3 separate regions of the Mus musculus genome follow, and regions 1 and 3 are each linked to region 2. A link is a contact called in public promoter capture Hi-C data. All regions are on one chromosome and are shown on one strand. Each heading gives the region's core, a stretch centred on a gene start, on an enhancer-like site or on the middle of the called end of the contact. The rest is flanking DNA. Distances are from core to core; before and after follow the strand shown.

Region 1 (2,700 bases), core at 68-2,567, 1.1 Mb after region 2:
TTCTATGAAGTTACAGCTGACCTTGACCAAACTCATCAGTCAGCCACAGTCCAAATAATCTCTGCTGGGGCAGCCTGTTCCCCAAAATGAACTGCCTTTTAATAAAACAGATAATTCCAGGAAAGGTACATCATAGACCGACACATAGCTCTATGGCTGCAAGAATTTCATTTCCAAGCCACCCACTTGCCTCTATAAAGGGCCCCAGCTAGTTTACTCCCTTCTAAGACACCCATTTCCCTCCGGAGAGTGTCTTTCCTTCTTTGTTTGAAATAAACTGTCCATCTGTTGAGGTCAGACTCTGGTCTCTGTCTTCTCTTTACTCTGTCTTGGAAGTCTAACATAACAGAGCCTCCGTGTCTCCCTGAAACCAGGAAGTGAGTTACAGAATCAGAGTTATACTAAAAACAAAAACCAAACCAAACTTGGGAAGGCTTAAAAGCCATAGAATTACTAGAGACCGTCCGGTGCAACGATCTCCTACTTATAGCAAGGAATAAGACAAATAGATAAAGGAGATTAAGTGACTTGCCTGGAGGTGGCAAAGCTGAGTTTAGAACCTAGGTTTTTGTTTTTTTTTTTTTCCTCTTTCAGTCTAATAATCTACCACACAAGGCTGGCAAGACCAGTTAGTTATAACCAAGGTACATCGAATGCGCACAGACTGTGGGAAAAGACTAAGACATAGGGACTTGGTTTCCATCCAAGGCCTTACTGCACTACAGAAAGAACAGGAAGCATAAGGACAAGAGGGCAAGCAATCTAAAGAACTGGCACAGTGACTCTAGGACGCCAGTTTTGTAAGTGGGAGTGGTCGTGCCCAGGTGAGCAGCAGGCGTAGAGGTGGGGTGCCTTCTGTATGAATGGGCTGAAGGTTGGGAAAGGGCCAAACCAGGTGACCGAGCAGGTCTTTCGGATGCTGAAAGCAGGCCTAAAGCCAGGAACGTGAGCTAGCAACTTCCAGGGCCCCTCTGGGCATACAGCTGAATCACCCACGGGGCTCATGACCCGAAAGTGTAAAGATGAGTGGGCGAGAGCCTCACTGCGGCTGGCATCCAGGGGCGTGGAAGCGAGGGGGCGGAGCCACTGCGTCGAAAGTCGTGAGGCAGGGGCTCCACGGATGCCGAGACCGCCGCGACCCCGTCTGACCCCCGCTTCCAGGCGCGGAAGACTACGTACAGCCTAGCGCCAAACGGGAGCTCCAGCAGAGTCCTCGGGCCTTCCGGGGAGGCGCGCGCGGCTGGGGGCGGGGCCCCTGTGGCCCCGCCCACGCAGGGCTGCGTAACAATGGGGCGGGCCCCGGAACGGCGCTGCGGCGGCCGGGGGCCGGCGGGGAGGCGGAGTCGCCTCGGCCGCAGCTGCTGCCCTGCTCGGGATTTGAAAGATTATAAAGTCCGGGCCGAGAGGGCGGCGGCGTCGGATGCGCGTGTGGCGGAAGCGCCGGCGGCATGAACTACCCGGGCCGCGGCGCCCCACGGAGCCCCGAGCGTAACGGCCGCGGCGGCGGTGCCTGGGAGCTGGGCTCGGACGCGGCGGGCGTGTTCGGCGGCGGCGGCTGCTGCTTCGAGCACCAGCCGGGCGACAGCGTGCCGCTGTCGCTGCTGCGCGCCGAGCCGCTGCACCTGGCACCGGGCGCCGACGACCTGAGCCACCTGGCTCTGGACCCGTGCCTCAGCGACGAGACCTACGACTTCAGCTCGGCCGAGTCCGGCTCGTCGTTGCGCTACTACAGCGAGGGCGAGAGCGCGGGCGGCGGCAGCTCTTCTTCGCCTCCGCCGCCGCTCGTCGCCCAGAACTCGGGGGGCGGCGGGGCGGCGGGAGGGGGCCCCGGGGACAGGAAGCGCGCCCGGCCCGGCGGCGCAGCCGCCCGGCACCGCTACGAGGTGGTGACGGAGCTGGGCCCCGAGGAGGTGCGCTGGTTCTACAAGGAAGACAAGAAGACCTGGAAGCCCTTCATCGGCTACGACTCTCTGCGCATCGAGCTCGCCTTCCGGACCCTGCTGCAGACCACGGGCGCCCAGGCCCGGGCGGCGGGCCGCGATGGAGACCGGGTGTGTGGCCCAAGCTCCAGCTTCGGGGAGGAAGACGAGGAGGACAGCGCCTGCGGCTTCTGCCCGCGCGCGGCGGGGCCTGAGCCGGAGATGGAGGAGCTGGTGACCATCGAGCCGGTGTGCGTGCGCGGCGGCCTCTACGAGGTGGATGTCACTCAAGGAGAGTGCTACCCGGTGTACTGGAACCGTAAGTGGCTGGCCAGGGGCGGGCCAGGCTCGGCGCGCGCTGGACGGCGTTTGGGGGTTCGGTTGCCCCCGCGATGCCTGCCTCGGGTTAGGATGCAGGTTGCGCGGGGTGCCTCGGCAGGTGAAGGGTAAAAGAGCAGATGGCAGCGCCCAAGCTGCTAGCGGGGTCAGGAGGGGAGGATTCCGCCGGGGATTGTGCCTCCTGGGTGAGTAGAGTGCTGCTGCCATCCCCTGGAGGGTATCCAGGAACGGATCCCCAAGCCAGTAGCTTTAGTTTCTTGACCGTACCAGGGGCTTTGTCCACCTGGATATCTGATTCGGTCTCGTGTCTCCTGAAGCTCCTGTGATTTAAATAACATGTCCTGGAGTGAGTGGAAATGCTTGAGTGTTTTTATGAGAATCAACAGTTCAGCTTAAAACCTGAGAAGAGAAAAGCCCTGACGGGAAAGGAGAGTTACAATGT
Region 2 (2,700 bases), core at 1-2,500:
TGGAGGATTGTGTATTCAGTAGAGATGACCCAGAAGAGACAAAGCCAGTGGACACTGCTCATCCCCTTTCTAAAACAAAAACAAAAACAAACAAACAAACAAACAAAAAACCCTTTCCACTCCCTAATTGGAACCATCTGAGATCAGACATTTGAACAACACGTGTATACAAAAATATTAGTTTTAAAGAATGTCAAAAGGAGAAAGTAGACTGCGGCTGTGTGATTCCCACATCCATCCAGATCTACCCCTTCCCAGGCAGCAGTGGACTACAGAGGACTCACTTGTGCTTGCCAGAGGAGGTAGATCTCAAGAGAGGAGGAAATAGCGAGCTCTACGTGTGTTCAGTTCCTCTATACCAGAGGTCAGATAGCTCACTCTTCCTCTGGCAACAATGCAGTCGGTAGGCAGCTGACACAGTGGACACAAGACTTGCAAGAGTAACCACCTGACTGCTTGGCTTTCAAGCTCTTCTAGAAAGGTCTTGCTGGAGGAACAGGTGATAACTGGCTGAAATTATAGATTGCGGTTTCTTTGGATTGCTCTTTGGTATAAAACACAACGGAACCCAAATGAAGCCTTTAAGTGGAGTGTCAGCTATGAGGTAGAAACGATATGTCAGGTGGGGCTTCCAAGTCATGGCTAAGACCCCTTTTCTTTCTCCTATAAAACCAGATTTTAAGCTTGTGTGACTTTTCACTCCACCCCTCTCAGCCTGCTGTGGATAAATGCTAACAGGCTTAGACGTCCCTGCCTTCCTCAGGCCCAGGGATTCTGACCTGCAGGAAACAAGACGCAGTGCCCTGAGCTTTCTGAGGGAGGGTGGCTATCGTGATGTCACTCACAAACGGGGTCGTTACAGCCTCTGCATCTGAGGCATCAAGCCACCCACAACCCCGGCCGTGACAGCCTCTGCATCTGAGCTGTCAAGCTGAATGGCTTGGCCCTCTCTGGCAGGGTCGTCGTGAGGCCCCTCAGGTGGGCAGCGAACCGCAGTGCCACAGATCTGCCACTCAGCCTCCCCGACGCGCAGGGCGGTTACTGTGCGAATCGCACCGCTGGCCGCCCAGCAACGCAGCCGAGGCGGTCCAGCGTCTGGCCCCGTGGCGAGGATCCTTCGGGTCCCGGACAGCCCCACTCACCGGCTTCATCGCGGGTCGCCACTCGCCGTAACCAGTGCCGCCGCCCTCGCAGCCTTTAGGACACCGCCCGCGAAGAGCCCGCCCCCGTCAGTCCATTGGTCCGCCCACGTAGGAGGTGGCGCGGGGCGTTCCAGAAACCAATCATATCCTCGCTCTGTTTCTTACTCCGGGGCCTTGCTCAGCCTCTGACTACTCATTGGTTCAGAGGAAGTCTTTGAAAGACGCGCGGAAGGAGGGCCCGGAAGAAAGGGGATTGGCTTGGAGGGCTCCGCCCCTCCGCCAGTTGAGGGCGTGGACGTGGCGAGAGGCGGAGCGAGGCGAAGTGGTTCCTCACAAGTCCAGCGCTTTGGAGACTTTCTGGACTTAATTTCTGAATGATACCAGGATAGGGAGCATTTTCTTTTAAATTGTTTTAACTTTCAGGGCGTGGTAATTGGTGGAGGAGAGCCTTGCATAGGAGGTGTCCCTGGGAAAACTGACATTGCTGTCATATCTAGTCATGTAGATACTTTGGAGAATACTAAATAAAGAGCATAGGCATACTTGACATTGGATGTTCTGTATGTTCTGGATGTTCCAGGATGTACATAAGTTAATGTGTAGATCAGTCTTCCTGTTCACCAAGTAGGAATGTGCTAATATTGTATGAAAAGGAGATAAAATGATATGGGGGTTGGGGGTGGGGTCGACCTTGTCAGGCTTAATCAGCGCCAATATAAGACTGTTCTGAGCCTGCTACATGGGCGCAAGGAACTGAACTAGGGTCCTCTCTGAGAGGACACGCTCTTTATTGGTGAATCTTCTCTCCATTAACTCCCCTGCCCCCCCCCCCCCACCTTCCATTTTCAGTCTTCATTTAGCTGGCTTTGGGAAAGAAAGTCACCTGGAGCAATAGTATCATGGAATTTGAGAAAAGCAGAAGTTTCCTCTTTTACCCTTATGTCAAAGTCAGTGGGCACAGGGCTAGTAGTTAGGGAAAGAAGACAGCACGATTTGACTTAGAAATAGCATTAGTCACGATCCTTCGGAGAAATAGAAGTTGTGTGTGTGTGTGTGTGTGTGTGTGTGTGTGTGTGTGTGTGTGTGTAAAAGAAATGACTTCGGAATGCTGGTGAGTTCAAAATCTAGTGAGAGGTTAGTGGCTGTTGACTCAGAAGATCAGATCAAAGTTCAAGTTCAAAGGCAGAGTGTTGTGGGGGCCAGGAAGAGTCTGTGCTGTAAATTAACTGTGAAAACCATAAGCTAAAGAATCCTCCTTGTGTTAAGAGAATCTTAGCTTTTGTAATATCCAGGCTTCCAACTTGGAAGACAATCTGCTTTACCCAAAGTCTACCAACTTAAATGTAAATTACATCCCCTAATATTCACAATAGTGTTTTTCTAAATATCTGAGCACCTGGCTTAGCCAGGTCAATGCATGTCTTAGTTAGGGTTTCTCTTGCTGCAACGAAACACCATGACCAAAAAGCAAGTGGGGGAAGAAAGGGTTAATTTAGCTTACACTTGCACATTGCTGTTCATTATTGAAGGAAGTCAAGATAGGAATTCACACAGGGCA
Region 3 (2,784 bases), core at 64-2,563, 1.1 Mb after region 2:
GTGCCTTTCTCACATGAAGCAATAAATGGATAGGGTGTTTGCCTTCTAGAATTCACCTTTAGAAAATGACAAAGGGACAGTCATCTGTGCACTTCATGAGAACAGAGCCACAAGTCCTGGCTGATACTCATGAGCTGTAAGAGAGAGTCTCGATAAGGCCCTAGAGCCTAACCAGTGAGGGGTATTATTGATTTTTCTCAGAAGGCAAATAAGAATCGACTATCTTGAATCTAAATGGGATGCTAACAAAAGAAGCACACAGATCTATAATTATAAAATAATATACATACTGTCATTTATCTTCAGATTATGTAGCAATCAATAAGTAATAAAATCTTAGTGGTACCAAAGATGAAATTGAGTTTGAATTTGCTACCAGTGGCCATAAATACAACTATATTGCCTGCCCCATGCTAGAAAGAATAAACAAACTCTAATGAATAGGGTCAACTAATGGGAGGTGGTTATTAAAGTAATATTGCTGCCTGCACTGTAGATCAACTTACTGGATCAATCTAACATCTCCAAGAAGGAAGAGTTGTAGCTAAAGAGTAACAGAATAAATAAAGGGCTATACAATGAGGAAAATTCAATATTACATTAATACTTTGAAAGAAGCTCAGAGCAAGCCACAATATTGTGTCGTAGCTCACTTCCATCAGATGCCTAAGGGGAGAAGCCACAAAATGCTTAGCTCATTCCTGCTTTTGAAACCTGATCTGCCTGAATGGAAGCTTGAGAACTTTAGATGCCTTGCTCTGGGATACATTTTGTTCATGTGATGCTGGATTGGTTACTAATGTCTGAATGGAACTCTAATAACGAGCCAGTACTGTTTGACTTTTGTTTTTCACGTTATACACCCTATATCAGGATATCAGGATATCAGTATAAATGATAAGGCGAGGGGAGATACTATAAGACCGATATTGATGGTCAAGTTATTGAGAAATTTAGCTCAAATTCTCCAGTGCCTTCTCTATACTGGCTGCCCCATATAAAAAGAATGGATGGTCTGTTGTATAATAGAGAGTGTCACTGGCCTTTATCTCTGGTTCCCAAAAGGTAATCAATCTAAATCTTAGAATTCCCTGAGTAAATGGGAATGTTTTATTGTTTGCAATTATTGATGAGCCTCTTAAATCACACTTGAGTTTATGGGAAGACCTGAGGTGACTCAGGATGAGAGCCAATCACTCACCAGAAAGATTAACCATGTGTTTAATAATTAGAAATTTGACCTGGCTTGATCCCTCTCATGTGGGTGAAAGGAGACCAAATCCAGTCCCATGGTCAATGAAAGAACCCTAGTAACAAGCTTTAGACATGAGAACTCTGAGACACGTCCTCGTCAGAGCTAGATGGCTGCTGGGAGGGTGACACTATCAATGTCACATGAAAGCATTTGGCTGTTCCTGGTTTGAGTCCTTCACAATAAAAGTGTAATTGTGAGTATAATATTGTTCTTAATTCTAAAGGGCATGAGCCACGCTTTAAAAAATTATCAAACATGAGGAGGTTGTGTCAACCCTTTGAATTTGTGCCCAGTTGGTCAGAAACATGTGACCTGGAAACATCACTGGCAGCTGGTGTCTAAAGCAGGGCAGTGTTGACAATTGCCCCTTTAACATGTGGCACCCAATGCCAAGTGAGTCACAATTTAATTGTATTGTAGCATAACAATTAGCATTAAGTTATAGTTTAAACAAGAACAGCTATTTTATTTATGGCCCTGGGATGCTGAAGAAATGTATAAAGAGCTCTGACTCTTGACAATTTTCAACTAAAAAGACAGGGCTTTTTACTGTTAATGCCACAAAATACAATGAGTCTTTATTAAGTTCCCCAACTTTTAAAACATTTTTTATCTTTTACTTTTTTATTGGACATTTTCTTAGTTTACATTTCAAATGTTTTGCCCTTTCCAAGTCTCCCCTTCAGAAACCCCCTATTCCATTCTTTCTCCCCCTGCCTCTATGAGGGTGCTCACCCACCCATCCACCCACTCCCTTCTTTCCGACCTGGCATTCCCCTACACTGACATGCCCAAGGGCCTTTTGTCCCACTGATGTTCAACAAGGTCATCCTCTATCACATATGTAGCTGGAGCCAAGGGTCGCTCCATGTGTACTCTTCAGCTGGTGGTCTAGTCCCCGGGAGCTCCAGGAGGTCTGGCTGGTTGACACTGCCAAACTTTTTATTATTAAAGTATCCTTTAGCTTCTGACTTTAGAGATGGTTGTATGAGTTTATCTGGATTGCAGATGGGTCAATTTTAACTATCATGACTTCAATCCTAATAACACTGCCTGTCAGTATAACTTATGTGTTGACACAACTGGAACTATTCAATTTGGGCTTGAATTGGACTGAAAGATACCTGCAAGTCAATGTTGGAATTATTTATGATTCATTACTAGTAAAGGGTGCCCTATATATTTCAAGAAAGAGAAAATACGCACTCTGGTAATTTTATTTGCATAACAAATCCTCTTGTGGGTGCAGTATGGCAGTAGCATAAACAAACATATTTGCGTGTTTCCACAAGATCAGAACCTATTGAATAATAAGTTCAGAGAGGTCAACAGCTGCAATGACATCAGTTTGTCATATAGTCCCACGTACCTTGGTAATCTGGCCAGGGCAAATGCAGGTTCTCTTATTCAAACCTCAGTTACTAATATGAACTCTCATATCACATGCCACACAGAAAATACATCTATCTATCTATCTATCTATCTATCTATCTATCTATCTATCTATCTATCTATCTATCTATCTATCT

The links. Promoter capture Hi-C pulls out the DNA fragments that hold promoters and counts their contacts.
Region 1: a contact with region 2 is called in a promoter capture Hi-C map of embryonic stem cells, with 4 times the contacts expected there. The contact joins the promoter of Ddhd1 here to the promoter of Cdkn3 in region 2. A contact is called at or near these places in 12 of 39 promoter capture datasets (the 3T3-L1 cell line, 3T3-L1-derived adipocytes, the C10 cell line and 7 more), 5 of 484 Hi-C or Micro-C datasets (CD4 T cells, Th1 cells, erythroblasts and 2 more), 5 of 115 datasets of contacts at active chromatin or transcription factors (the 230-238 cell line, astrocytes, embryonic stem cells and 2 more) and 2 of 9 other capture datasets (adipose tissue and liver).
Region 3: a promoter capture Hi-C map of liver shows a contact between it and region 2, with 5 times the contacts expected there. The contact joins the enhancer-like site here to the promoter of Cdkn3 in region 2. A contact is called at or near these places in 4 of 39 promoter capture datasets (the 3T3-L1 cell line, hippocampal neurons, liver and 1 more), 2 of 115 datasets of contacts at active chromatin or transcription factors (astrocytes and embryonic limb bud) and 3 of 9 other capture datasets (adipose tissue, embryonic stem cells and pancreatic islet).

Annotation. Positions count from the first base shown.
Region 1 is chr14:45,656,760-45,659,459 of GRCm38.p6, reverse strand. Ddhd1 (DDHD domain containing 1) reads left to right here and starts at 1,317. Exons shown (of 14, transcript NM_001042719.2): 1 at 1,317-2,238. The coding sequence starts at 1,449. Mir5131 (microRNA 5131) reads left to right here and starts at 1,407; the gene lies at 1,407-1,499.
Region 2 is chr14:46,759,091-46,761,790 of GRCm38.p6, reverse strand. It overlaps Cdkn3 (cyclin-dependent kinase inhibitor 3), which reads right to left and starts at 1,250. Exons shown (of 8, transcript NM_001360041.1): 1 at 1,143-1,250. The coding sequence starts at 1,151.
Region 3 is chr14:45,706,145-45,708,928 of GRCm38.p6, reverse strand. No RefSeq gene overlaps it. Among named protein-coding and RNA genes, the nearest start is that of A530076I17Rik, 39 kb to the right of the region's middle. Within about 2 kb of position 1,313, at least 13 of the 459 cell types and tissues checked have an H3K27ac peak or open chromatin away from gene starts, as enhancers often do. A contact at or near this core is called in liver, where this site is marked.